Linked DNA regions of Mus musculus: region 2 is linked to region 1. The links are chromatin contacts, called in public Micro-C maps. All regions are on one chromosome and are shown on one strand. The core of a region is the stretch at or near the end of the contact, and the rest is flanking DNA. Distances in the headings are between cores, read along the strand shown. Region 1 holds the start of Hs3st5 (heparan sulfate (glucosamine) 3-O-sulfotransferase 5). Region 2 holds the start of Hdac2 (histone deacetylase 2).

The links. Hi-C and Micro-C count contacts between places; a contact is called where the count stands out from the background.
Region 2: a Micro-C map of embryonic stem cells shows a contact between it and region 1, with 5 times the contacts expected there. The contact joins the promoter of Hdac2 here to the promoter of Hs3st5 in region 1. A contact is called at or near these places in 1 of 39 promoter capture datasets (embryonic stem cells), 2 of 484 Hi-C or Micro-C datasets (both in embryonic stem cells) and 1 of 115 datasets of contacts at active chromatin or transcription factors (embryonic midbrain).

What each region holds. Positions count from the first base shown.
Region 1 is chr10:36,504,143-36,511,252 of GRCm38.p6, forward strand. Hs3st5 (heparan sulfate (glucosamine) 3-O-sulfotransferase 5) reads left to right here and starts at 2,665. Exons shown (of 5, transcript NM_001253356.1): 1 at 2,665-3,473.
Region 2 is chr10:36,971,281-36,978,390 of GRCm38.p6, forward strand. Hdac2 (histone deacetylase 2) reads left to right here and starts at 3,264. Exons shown (of 14, transcript NM_008229.2): 1 at 3,264-3,523. The coding sequence starts at 3,472.

The DNA.
Region 1 (7,110 bases), core at 1,415-3,914:
CTCTTCTTTCATATAAAAAACATTCCACTAGATTCAGCATAAAGAAGCAGATATAGAGTGTGTCTTCTAAGAGAAGACCTGGGACCAGCACTTCTCCTAAGGTTGCTATAGGTCTCCCTCCATGTAACTTAGTCTTCTAGTGGGTGCCTGCTTAGTCAACTGATTCCAGGTGCTGGTTACAGCTCATTGAAATAAATACAAATCAATTTTTGGAGGTAAAACAGTTACCCCTCCCCAATTTCTTAAAACGACAAACATTTACAAAACATGGGGAGGGCACTCTCTATTAGAAGTTGTGAACTGAATATTGCTTAATGGTTGTATTTTTGAGTCAAGAGAGCATGATTGTTCAGGAGAAAAAAATCATTAGCAAATGAACATTCTAATTAACCACGTGTTTTCATTGATGTGCTTCATTTGGCTTTTGTGATTAAGCTTTTTCCAAAAGCATCAAATCTGTGACTGTTTTCAAAATTAAATTTTAAAAATATTTTCTGGAAATGCCGCTTTGGGTGGAGATTAGCTTTTGGGAGCTCTGCGTTTTGTGTCCCTTAACCTTGTCTTCCGCCACTAAGTGAGCGAATGGTGCTGGCTGGAACCATGCTTCAGATTGTCGAATCTACCAGGCTTTATTTAGCCTGAAGGCTAACCCTTTGACAGTAAGGCTAAATCTGTGACACTTTCCAAGTTCATCAGCTACTCAGGCTAAGGATTCTCTGAGGAAAAGTTAGAGGTTTTGAGAATGCATAGCCTTCTTGCAGGCTCCCTCCTGCTAGACATCACCCTGAGAGAGGAATGAAATAGATACATTTTACCCATCCTCTTTCCGCTAATCTTCCTCTTCCAAAGAATGTGTGTATCAATAAATAGATTATAGAAATAAACATTTAAATGGGTAGTTTGCTAATTAAAAGGATTGATAGGCAGAATAATGCATTCTTCAAAATCTATTATCATGCCTTTCTGAACTTTATTGCTTTTCAGCACTTTTCCTACTCAAGAAAAACAATATAGCAACATTTGCTCAGAAAAAAAAAAAAGCAAACTGTTTCTCTTCCTTTCGTATTACTTTTATTGTTTGAGATTTCTTTTAGACTATAATGTGGCATTGTGATTTTGAGATGGAAAAGAAATCCCTTGTCTTTCAAACATAAGAATGTGATTGGGTGCTATTGTTGCCAATGATGAGCTAAAGAGGTTAATGGATCACAGAGCTGGCAAACAGCCATCTCTCCTACTGCTCCTTACATTACACAATATACATGTGGATGCTGCTGCTGAGCTTATGATTTTTTTGAGTAGATGGTAAATAAGTTTATGGAAATTTAACTTATCTCTTCTGGAACTCAACAGTCGTGTCGTCCCCCCCCCCCCCCCCAGGCTGATAACTTAAAAATGGACTTTGAGATCTGAGCTCATGACCTTTGAGGATAATGATAAAGATGGGTCCCTGAAAGAAAGTGGGGCTGCTTCAAAATGAGAACCCAGAAACACGCTGTCTTATGGATTGCTGCCTACCTTTCATTTCTAGATAGACAGAATTAACACAGTGTGGTTGCAGTAACAGAAAGGATTGATATGCCGATTCTTTCTACTCTAGTGCACTGAGCAATAATATTGTGATGTCTTCCTAAAGGACTTGTACATTTGTGCAATGAAAAGTATTCAAGAAGCAGACTACCTCTACAGAAACAACCAGAGAAAGAAGGAATGGAAGGATAAACCATGTTTGATTATTTGTTCAGGCTACCCCCATGAGAGGGGGTAGTAACAATTTCCTTGTAATTGTGGTTAGTCAGGGATGCTTTTTGAGAATAGAAATTAGGAGGGAAGCACCGTAAATAAGCTTCCAGGTGGGCCCTCTTCCACCAGCAAAGAAGCTGAATCCAGCAAATCGACTCAGTTCCCTGGCCTGCCATTTTGCTGGAGGCAGAGGCTAGGACAGAGGAACTAAATTCGAAAGGTGAGTGTGCCTCTGGGTTTTGGAACTCCAGACCCACATGAAGGCTGAGACCAGAGCTCCTCTTTCCTACTAGGCAGTGATCGCCCCCTGTGACTCTGAAGGCACACAGCAGCCCAAAGCACCGTGGCTGACGCCACCAGCCCCTCCTATCCTCTGGCACTCTCACCTGGCATGCTGAAGTCAATGTAGTCTCTCTGGAAACCTGTGTGACCCCTCTCAAGCTCTGGGTCTGACTCCCAACTATCACAGCAGAGATCTGTCACACCTCCTCAGGAACCCGGTCTCTTCAATCTCTAAGTATCAAATTAATTATCTGCCAGCCCAGTAACCCATTCAAGGTTCTCAAAGCTGTGATCTTAGATTGCTCAGGAGCCCTGACCACCCACCTTACAGCTACAGCGTGCTAGCCAAAGCTCTCCGCTCCCGGGTGGGACGTGTTGTGGCCCAGCCTCATGTCCTCCGCCTCCCAGTATATCCTCTTCCCTCTTCAACCCCTAAGGCCAGGCCCTGCCCCTGCCTATTGGAGCTATGGTGCCTGCTCCCACCTCCGTTCCAAAGACACCTGCGCTCCATTCCCCACCCTTTTCCTCCTCCCCCTTTTCCTCTAGGTCCCTCTGCTGCCTTTAGGAGCACAGGAGCGGCTACGAGGGGAGGAGCAGAAGAAGGAGGGGAGCGCGAGGAGGAGAAGGGGCGGGGTGGGTGGGATGAGAGCTGGGAGGGTGTGGACTGGCAGCCACTCTGCAGCTGGCCGCCAGGGACCTGGTCCCTCCCGCGAGCCGAAGTGATGGAGGGGAAGATATCTTCTTAGACATACGCGCGCGCGCACATCCCGCTGGGCACGTCTCCGGGAGGCTGCAGCCGGCTCCAGCGCGCCAGGGACCGGGCGGCGGCTGTGACAGCGCGAGAGGCGGGGAGTCCGCGGTCCGCACAGCTTGGCACAGGCCACCGGAGTACGCAGGGAAGGAAGATCTCAGCCTCACTGACTGTTGCTCTTTTGGAGGCATCTCCAAGGACCGAGCTTTCTGAGATTGTCACTGCGGACGCCCGAGGCTTTGCCCCTCGCCTGCGGAGTCCGGGTCAGCGTCGGTGCCCGCGCCGGGCGAGGAGAATGCGAACCTCCTCCCGCAGAGCTCCTGCGGTCCCCTTCACTGCGCGAACTAAGGCTCCCGCAGCTGCCCCTGGCGTGCTCGCGCCGCGGGAGCGCGCCCTGCCGCACCTGGCTCCAGTCTCCTAGGGAAGTGCGGGAAACGTGCCCTAAACTCCACTACTTCTCTTCCCCTCCTTTGGCTTGCAGCTCCCCGCCCAGGACACCATAGCCGCCTCTGTCGCCGCCCGAGTGGAAGCCCGGGTACTGTGCTGCTTGTTTGCTCTGCTCGCCGGCTTGCTCCTAGCTGAGCATCCCAAACTACTGGACAACTGCCACTGCGATCGCGGGAACCACTTGGTGACCCGGGGCGACTGGCCTGGGCCACCACTTTCCAAGCCGAGGCTGTCACCACTAGGGACGAAGGTGAGTGAGCACTGCGCGCTGCTCGCCTGGTGCGGGAGAGAGGGTAGGGGGCTCGAAGCTCGGACTTTCTGAATTTAGGAGAAAGTGATAAGCGAAGTCACCTAGAGGAGGCATCCTTTTGCCCCACTCACTTTGTAGGGCGCGGCTTTTCTAGGCGCCTCCTGGGGAAGACTTTGAGCCTCTTGCTGGGGTAGGGGTTAAACTAATAGGACAAGAGAAACAGAAGGAGCAATTGCTTGAGCGAATTTAGCAGTCTGCCTCCAAGACTGTCCCCCCCGCCCTTCTGTCTGCCTGTCTGTCTTGCTCTGAGACCTACATCCAGCGCTCCCCTAGAATCAGATGCAGAACGCACAGTCACTGATGATGATCGCTCACAGTTTGGGATTCTGCTTGGCCACTTCTCCGCTAGTTGTGTACTGTTATTTGAAGTTATACGGTGGCTTTAAGGGGAGTGGGCTGCCCTGAAGTCCACGCAAAAAGCAGACAGGGTGAGCAGAGGTAGTTCCACTACCGCGGAAGTGGGTGCCTACTCTTTGAAGAAGACCCGACCGCTCCGCTCCTAAGATTCCCATTTCCTCAAGCTTCAATCTGCTTAACCCTTTCCACTCAAACCCAAAACAACAACACACACACAAACTCGCGCGCGGGATGAGTGCAATCGTGGGAGTGATCAAATTATTATTTCTAAGAAGTCTGCAAGCCGCTGTGACCCACTACAGCATACTGCCTCCTGGACTTAGCACACTGCCTAGTAAAGAAGGATTCTCCCCCGCCATCCCCGCCCCACTGCCTGATGTTGATGACTTTAGTGTTTATGGTTCCAGGAGCACACCAAGCGAACCTCTAGCGCTACTGCTACTAAGTCATTCCAGCTCTGTGGGCATAGGTCTTGGGCATCCCTCCTTTAGTGCTTTCACCCAAGAATGTGAGTTCTGGGGTGTTCTTTCCTTCCTTAGTGTTCTCTCTCTCTCTCTCTCTCTCTCTCTCTCTCTCTCTCTCTCATTTCATGGGAAATGCTAGTCTTTTCAGGGGATATTTAATGTCTGTAAAGTGCTTTACATCGTATTACTATTACTTTGTGGCTATATTTAATTGCCCTGTGACTCTCTTCTGATTGATGTAAGCTGAGCCTGATAAATGGCGTGCAGGGTCTTGAGTTGGAACAAAAAGGGCAGGCATCCTCTCTTCCTTTGCATTCTTCCTCTGCAAACTGCTTTGTTGACAGCCTTAAAAGTAGGTGCTTCTAAATGGTGTTGTTCAATGTTCATTCGCTACATACTTTCCAGCTTTAGACAAGTGTTTTCCTGCTACTGCTCACTTCAAAACATACCTGTCTACTTTTCAAAGAAGCTGTTGGAGATGATTAAAAGCAATTACCAAATTTGATATCAAATATAACTATTTTTAAAATGTTTTATTGCTATTAATTAGAGCACATTTTAAAACTACCTCTGTTCTTCCTCTTCATGGTTTTCCCCCTCTTTGTTCTTAGCAGGAGAAATGAGAGCACCTTTCCTTTCCTTTTCAACTATACTTGTTCACAATTAGTACTGTTTGCTATGACTGTATCAGCATCAGACTGGCCTCGGTGAGAAAATGGTTATTTGCTAGTGAATTGCCATAAAACACAGGCAATGAGACAAGAAACAAAGATCAGAAGGAAACTATTGTTTGACTGTATCTGTGTTCACTGCCCTGTATTAAACTGGGGTAAGCATAGTAGCTCTGGTCTCTCCTCCAAGTTACCCAGAGTTATTTAAATATGTTCTGTCCTCAATTAATAAAATAGAGATAGGCTTCATTACTTATGTAAAGTATTTTCAAGTATATCTGTCTAAACAACTTGTGAGGGAAATTACAGCCAGAGTACTCAGTCACTAGTCACAGCAGGTACTGGGTCCTGGTTTCTAGACTCAGCCAGACCTTGAGCTTAATGTTTGAAATCCCTGTATTTGCAGAGTCTTTACAGGATGTAAAGTGTTTGGATGGCATGCTGCCTTCACTCTCCTCACCGTCTCGCAGGCCTGCACAGATGTTTCTGAATGAATAACTTTCCTCCTCACTGAATTTGCACTCATTCAAAAAGTATTTCTTGAGCACATGAGCGCACACAATAAGCATAGCTGAGCTGGGCCGTTATTTAAAACAAGGAAAGATTATTGCTAGAGGGAGAATGTTTGCTCCTATGCTGTGTAAATGGAACTGTGGAACACTGCCTTTCTTGAGGAAGCAGCATCTTCCCCCAAAGTAGGTGATCAACCAACAAAGAACTGTTGACTCAAAAGTCATCTCAAAAGAGATGTTACAGTGTTATTGTTTCCACCTCAATTCTGTCATTATTTTTAAGCCATGTGTCATTTAGCTGACTCAACTCCAGATAACTGATGTCTCTAACTTCCTGGCTGCTTTCTTAGAGTAGGTGTCTGAGTTCTTAGGAGTAAGTCATGAATCTGCACTGGGTCACATTTCTAGCTCTGTCTTTCTGTATACTTCTCTGGAGTAGTGCCAGATCTCAATACATCATTAGTATTCACTTATGAATAAATGCAAATCTTCCTGTTGCCTCAAAAAAAGCAAACTGAGTTCATAGAATAGTGTTTTGCTCCCTCATTTCCTCATCCCTATACTTTTCTAATCTTAGAAACAGTAACACCTCTTAATAATGCAATTATATGCAAATGAGGAAGTTCACAAAAAATGATTGTTTATCTTCTTTCTTAGAGAAAAAGTGAAATTCCTTATGGAGATTTTAAATGGAAGGAATTTTCTTTGACTCTCTGGGCATATCTTGGCAGGATGAATTTTTTTATGGTAGTGACCTTTATTTAGAACTAAAATAACTGTAGTGAAAGACACTGTTCATTGATGGAGACAGTAAGAGTGCTCACTACATTTGATTGTAGCATATTTAAGGGTATAATGTGAGCTTAACACTAAAGTGTGTAACAGAAATTATTTGAGTGCTTACCTATTTTATTTGTTGTATTGCATAATTTTACATTTCTGTGCAATATTTTATTATAAAACTTCAATATTGTAATTGGGTAGTTATTGCTTGGTAATGGATTATAATCTGCTTTAGGGAAAGTGTATACATGGAGACAGAAAAATAAGAAAAAGGAATAATTATTCACAGGTTCATATTTTTTCAAGTCCTTTTTCAAGTATAGAGGCAAGTCAAAGCTATGACCTGTTAAGGTTTCATTATGGGCTAGAAAGCTGGAATACTGCTATTTAGAATAGCAGGATTCTTAAATTTTCTAGCAACTTACTATGAATTCTTTAAAGCATGCTAAATCATATTTTTTCCTAAAATATGATTAGTTGTTACCAAGTTTTCCTTTCTTTATAATGTTTGTTTCTAAGAACATAGATATTACCCTATTCTACAGATGAAGTGCAATTAAAGCAATATCAATGACTACATTTTCAGTCACTGGCTAAATACAGTTTAAGATAGTTAACATTTATCAATTGTTAAAAAATAAAGCATTTGGAATTCCCTCTAATTACAGGTAAAGATAAATAATCTTTCTAAATCTTATATACAAGTTTCATTATCTGCCTTATTATTTATTAAAATTCTGTACAATGGGCTATTTTCCATTATTTTGAAAAATTTCATGAAAGAAAGCTA
Region 2 (7,110 bases), core at 2,014-4,513, 470 kb after region 1:
AGAAGGAAACTTTGTAAAACAGAAGAGACAGTCTAGAGTCTGTACCAGTAGGCTCAGTCCAAACTGTGAAGGGCTGTGCCCCCAGAAAACCAATTGTAACTGCAGAGGGTCAGAACATTGCTTTAAGATAGAAAGCTGCAGAAAATGGGCACTGTGCTTTCAGTAACAAGTAATTTAAAGCGAAGGGAGCAAAAGAGAGGAAGTGACAGAAAGAGGCACAGCTCAGAAGATCCCCTCTTCTCTGAACTCGCACAGTGGTGAGAAGCAACTTTTAAAAGGTCCCTGTTGAAGTGGAGGCTATATGGCTCTAGAGACAAAGGATCCTCCCTTCTGCAGAAACTCGGAGAAACTATTATGAGAACATACTCTGACGTGGCCTGCAGAATTCCTCTAGGTCGAGGGAAGAGCTTAGATGAATGCAGTGATCCTTGAGGTTCAAGTTTGGTTTGGGACACAGACTGAATTGTATTATATAGAGACAGGGAGAGATTGGGGAAGAAGACTAGCATGAGTGGGCAAGGGAGAGAAGGAAAAAGAGAGCACAGAGAGAACTGTGGCTAAGATGCATGCTATATGTGAAAGAAATTGTTATTAAACCAATACAATAATTAAGAATGCATGTCAATGTTAAAACAAATAGGCAACTAGGTGGGGAACCATTTATTTTCTGATTTGTTATTATTGTGTTGCACAGACTTTTCTCAGATTTTTTTAGTTGGGCAATTGGATACTGTCTTAGTTAGGGTTTTACTGCTGTGAGCAGGCACCATGACCAAGGCAACTCTTATGAGAACAACATTTAATTGGGACTGGCTTACAGGTTCAGAGGTTCAGTCCATTATCATCAAGGCAGGATCATGGCAGCGTCCAGGCAGGTGTGATCTAGGAAGAGCTGAGAGTTCTACATGTTCATCTGAAGGCTGCTAGGCGAAGACTGACTTCCAGGCAGCTAGGATGAGGGTATTAAACCCATGCCCACAGTGACACACCTACTCCAGCCTCTTCCCTGACATTTGAAGTTAGGTTCTACTGATGCAAGGAATAATAGCGGCTATAATCACTCTTATCAAAATGGATATTACATCTCAAATAGCATCTGCTCATATGGTTTAAATATTATTCCATGTGGATTATCTTTTTTTTTTATTGCTGAGAACTGTGGTTTTATTAATTGGTTTTTTTTTTGTTTGCGTTTTTTGTTTTTGTTTTTGTTTTTTTTAATGTCAAATGGTAAATTTTCATTTTATTTTATACTTTTTAAAAATTAGGTATTTTCTTCATTTACATTTCAAATGCTATCCCAAAAGTCCCCCATACCCTCTCCCCCCCAGTCCCCTACCCACCCACTCCCACTTCTTGGCCCTGGCATTCCCCTGTACTGAGGCATATAAAATTTGCAAGACCAAGGGGTCTCTCTTCCCAATGATGGCCAACTAGGCCATCTTCTGCTACATATGCAGCTAGAGACACGAGCTCCGGGGGTACTGGTTAGTTCATATTGTTGTTTCACCTATAGGGTTGCAGACCCCTTTAGTTCTTTGGGTATTTTCTCTAGCTCCCCATGTGGATTATCTTAAGAGGGTTTCAATAGTCACATAAGAAAGTCTCTCATTTTAGGGGTGAAGACCACTTTAAAAAAATTCAAATGGCTTGCTGAAAGCCACAGACACTAGAGAAATAATTATGTTTAGGGTAAAGTCGGCTTGTCCTCTTGTGAAACTGTGTCCAACGGAGACAAGCTGAGGAATTATGGGCAATGATAACATGTTAAATGTTGAGCTAAATGTATTAAAAAGCGCAAAAAAACAGGTGTGGTGGGGGAACAGAGGCTAGAAGTCTCCCTGAAAAAAATCAAGTCTTATTTCCTACTTCCCCCGTGTTTGGTCTGGGGAAGAACAATAGTGTTTGCTTAAGCATCTCATTCTGTTTTCAAAACCTTGCATGGTTGACTTGGGAACTGATAGAGAAAATGAAGCAAACAATACTCTGTAATCAACATTAACATCAAAGCTAGCTCTCTCCACTGTGGTCCCTGACCCAACCACGTTAATCTCCCAGGGTCTTGTTAAAACTGTAGGCTTGGGAGAGAAGTGGTTGTGGTGAGGGGTACCTTGGAGTAATTCTAAGTCTCTTGGGGTTAAGCCTGGAAGATTGGTGCTTTATGTATTAAGAGTCCTGGGGATCCGAAAGTAGAAAAATAATGATTTTTGTTAGTGACTCAGTATGGTTCTTACTTCAACACCTCCTCTTAAGGGAGGAAGTAGTGTGTGCATGTAGCTGGAATTTTAAATAATAACAGTTCAGGTGTGTGAGTATTTCATTAGACAGTCAGCTTCCATCCTTTATGCATCCTTTAAGCAGGTTGGTTTAGACAGGTGCACAATAAACGCCAGGCTATTAAACACAGGGACTCCAATATTTAAACCAATTCTTTTGAATTGTCTGGCTAGAAGCACATCCAGTCTGATAAAGTAGACAAAGCACGTGGAGTCTTGAAAAGTTCGACACCCCTTCGGTCCTCAGATGACTATTATTTAGCAATTGAGAGCACTATACTCCTTCTTTTGCCCACACCTATAAGGAGATGGACATGGCACGTACATCCCAGCACTTTTGACAGCTTTAAATGGTGTTTATTACGAGCAGGTATGGATGCTGGGAACAGTGCTTATACCGAGTCCTGGAAATGCTTATTAAACCCAGGAGATACAAGGAGTCTGCCATTAACCTCTCTGTAACTCAAGAGTAGTTATCAGGAGCCAATGAGGGAGAACAAGAGAATTGAAACACGTGGGAATATCGGACCACCAGGTAGCGGGTGTGTGTGTGGGGGGAGGCAGCCCTAGGGAGCTCTCAAGCCGAGGCCCCTCGGGGTCCCCGCGGCACGTGGCGGGCTCGGGCCGGAGCGTCGCGGCGGTGGGGGAGGGGAGCGGCATGAGCCCTGGAGGAGGGGTCTAGACTGCCCGGGATTCGTTTGAGCAGGCGCGGAGTGCGCAGGCTCGGCCCAGGCGCAACCAGTGCGCGTAAGACCGAGGGGTGAACCTCACTGCTGCGCGTCCGGGTCTCTGAGCAAGGGGCTAAAGTCCGCTTGTGCGCACCTCCGGACTGTGTGTGACTACCCGTAGAAACACTACTGTCGCCCTGGCCGGTGGCGTCCACTCCGTCCCGGTCGCTCCCTCCCGACCGTAGTTGTGGTGCCCCCCTCCGCGCAGCCGCAGTGGTCGCTCCCGCCTCGCAGCCCCGCCGCCCGGAGGCCTACCCCTGCCGAGTGTCGCGCGTCGGCGCCGCTGCCTATCCCGCTCTGTGCCCTACGGCCCTCCCGGCACCCGCCGCCGTCCCGCTCCGGGCTGCCCTTGCTCCGAGGGCTGCAGCACCGGCCGTCCCCGTCAGCCCTCTTGTCTGGCCGCCGGGCCGCGGCGGGCGGGAGCAGCCGGAGGAGGAGCCGCAGCCGGGAGGCGGCGGCCTGAGCCCATGGCGTACAGTCAAGGAGGCGGCAAGAAGAAAGTGTGCTACTACTATGATGGTGAGTGGCCGAGGAGCCTGCAGCCGGGATGCGGGGAGGGCGCGGCGGGGTGTCGGGGGTGGCAGCCCGCGGGGACACCAACACGGCCTACCCAGCGGTGGCGTCTCGGGGACGCCCGCCTTCGCTCCTCTCGGGTCCTCTCGGGCACACGCAGGTTTAGGGTGCACTGCCTCTGACCGGTCTCCCGAGGAACCCCAGTTGGCACCCTGGGCCTGACTGCACAAAGCTGGCGTCCTGGAGCTCCGCCCCACGTCCCTGTCCCCTCCCCCGCTCTCCCGGTCCCCCCTTCTCGCCCCCGATCTGTCCGCGCTGCGCTTCCAGCCTCACCCGGGACCCCGGCACCCGGGTGGGGCTGCGGAGGAGTTACTGCTGGCCGGTGGCCAAGTTCGCAGAGCGGCGCTGTCTCGCTGGTGTTTTGCGTGGACTACATCCCTCGCCTTTGTTCGCGTTCTTCGAGCTCCACTTTCTCAGGGTTCAAATGGAAGGGCTGCACTTCCTCGGTGACAATTAAGGGGTTTTGAGTTGGAAGTAGGTAGGTCGTTGGGAAGTGGTAGGAGAGAGGAAGCGTGCAGTTGTTCTTGTTTGATGGGTCCTGGCATGTCTCTATGGGAGGTTATTACCTCCCCCTTCTTTGTTGCTCTTTGTTCGATCTGCTATAATACCCTGCTCTGGGGGGTTAGGAAAGAACACCGGCATCTTGCTTAGGAACTCTTCTACTGTGGTGAAGACCTTGCTGCAGGAAACTTTGAGAAGTGGACTAAATATTCACAATGCAGTGAACGGTACAAGGTGACTGTAAGGATTTTCTAATTTGGAGTATAAGTAGTAATAGTCTCTGGGTTCAGTTACACCAAATGGAATGGTGCCCTGCCTATACAGATTTCACCCAAGACATCAATAGATAAACCATTGAGAGAAGTAATAAGGAAATTTGACAGAACTTTCGAAGCTCATTGATTGAACGCTTGATCTCCACAAAGCAATATGAAATTGGGAGCGTTTTCTGTAGTTGTATTGAAGTCACAGTGTTTGGAGAGGTAGATTAGAGAACTAGGCTGAATGAAACACTTAAACTTGTTAAAATAGTCGTGCATTTTCTTGGTTTGACAGAATCTTTTAATACAAGCTTTAAATAAAATAGCCACCTGTCATTGGCTGGAAAACCAAAAACCTTACAGAAAGCTAGGCCAAAATGGAAAAGGCTGTTTTGTTTTTTGAGACAGGCTCTAAGTTGACCTGGCTGTCCTGAAACTCACTGTGTAAATGAGGCTCTAACTCATAGAGATCCACCTGCCTCTGCCTCCCAGATCCTGGGATTAAAGATATGTGCCACCATGGCCTGGCTTAATTGGAAGTTTGAGAGGACTCAAACTGTATTGCATGTTTATTTGAAGTTACACCATCATGGAGAGCAGAGATGGGAGAGCATGTCGGTTTAAACATGAGTTACATTATGACGTTGGGGTCATAGCAAAGCCCTGACCTGCATTCTCTGATCCATTGGAAATTACAGCCTTTCTAAAGTAAAGTCCTGCTCTTGTTAGAGTCAGGGGAAAGGTTGAGCTGTTGGGGAACAGCTCAGTCTCTTCAGCTGTCAGCTTCTGTCATCAGTGATGAACTCTAAGTCCCATTAACTTTCACCAGGCCTGATGGAGAACCAGAGAGGACTCTCTGTCTTGAACAGCTCCTTCCTGGCTTCATGCGTAGGGATGAGCCTTTGCTGAGGAGTGGGATAGACATTGGTCATGGAGATAAGGTGTGGAGGGAGGCATTTTTCAGTCATGTGATTTTCGACTTATGCCCATGCAGCTGCTTTACCTAGTTGTGAGTGACCAACTGTATAATTGATGGTGGAAATCTGCTGAGTTATCTATCTGTGGTTCTTACTTGACTTGTTTTTAGAATGTACTTAACTTATTTTTATTCTGACTATTTGCATTTGGGGGACGCTAACAAAAATTGAAGATATATAAATTGGTGTCATAGTTAAGCTAATTAACATGTCATAGCATGCTAGACTACAGAGAATTCTCTGCAGAGAATTCCCTTCACGTCTGACTTGATTACAGAAACCCTCTTCTTGTTAGTTTATAAAGGTAGCAGCAATCTTTAATTGTCTTTATTAAATTCTAAACAAGAGGAGCAAGTAAAGTGACTTTTGTACCAAGAAAGTGCATGACTTTCAGACGCATGCAGGGTTGGGTTGGTGGAGAACCCGGCCAGTAGGATTGGGGCTCGAATAGTATACTAGTCTTATGTTAGTGCTTTTAACTTGGTTGGTAGGGGAGGAGATCAGGAAAGGAGGAGGTTAACGGGGCACTAGGCACCCAGAGAGCCTCTTGACAACTCATGTGAGTGTTTTCCTGCTAAGACTGTGTGCTTAGTGAAGAATACTTCTGAAGATTGAATATGGTTTTCTCCGTGTGTGCTGCAGTCTTCAGAATTGTACTTGTAGGGTCTCTGTGCCACTGATCTGTGAACTTTCAGATAGGAGCGTATGAACTATCCCTAAACCTCACAAGAGAAATCAGAGTTGTTCTTAGTGGACTGTGACTACTGACTGGTCATCATAACTCCCAGAAACACATTTCAGAATGTTGGCTAATCTCTTACTAAACTAAAAGACAAAGATCGGTAAATGATATAAAGCTAATTATGTGTCTACACTGAGATCCTTTCTGACCTCTTTCCCGTTTTTCTCAAAGTGTAATTGAGCAGATGGGGCTACATTTAGTTCTAATTGCAAGGCTCAGGCTTTTAATACTTTATCTAGAAATATAAACTTTGCCTGGTTTAGAGTGAAGCTTGGGACCAATCATGTAGTGCCTTCTAATGTATAGTGTATAACAGAATTGAATGTATGCATAATTTATGTAATTAGACACCAATTGCTTTATGCTTTGTTTATTTTCTCTGATAGAGATAATCAGAATCAAAATGTTTGGAGACATAGTCCAGAGGAAAGCACGTGGCAACAAAAATATAGAATATAACAATTACTATAATTATATTTCCCAGTGTACTCCTAAGTTTCTTAACAGATACAAGAGTACTACAGAGTGGCCATCGGTTGTCAGATTTATTTTACTTTTATTTAAAATGTGTGTGCTTCTTGTGTATGCCTGGTGCCCTTGATGTTTAGGAGTGGTTGTGAGCTACCACGTAGATGCTGGAAACCAAATTTGGGTCTTCTGGAAGAGCAATAAATGCTCTTAAGCTACTCTCCAGCCTGTCCGTTCCCACTATAACAGTAGGCAGGAGGATGGTTAGGCTTCTGCCACTTATAGATGAAAACAGGTGGACACTTCATATTCTCCACATGGGTTTTCTTTCCCCACATAGGTTTCTGTTTTAATGTCTAAGAAAGATTCGTACCTAGAATACAAAGATTTTATTTTTCTTTTGCAGAGTTTTGTTCTTCTGTCCCTAAAAAAATGTATTAATAATTGGTTTTTTTCTTAGCAAAATTAAATGTTAGTAAATTCTTAAAACACATGGAGTTGGTGAACAAAAGGAAAATTTCTTACATTAGCAAAATGAAATGTGAAGTCATTAAGTAACGGTTTGGGCTTTTTTAAGGCCGCCAT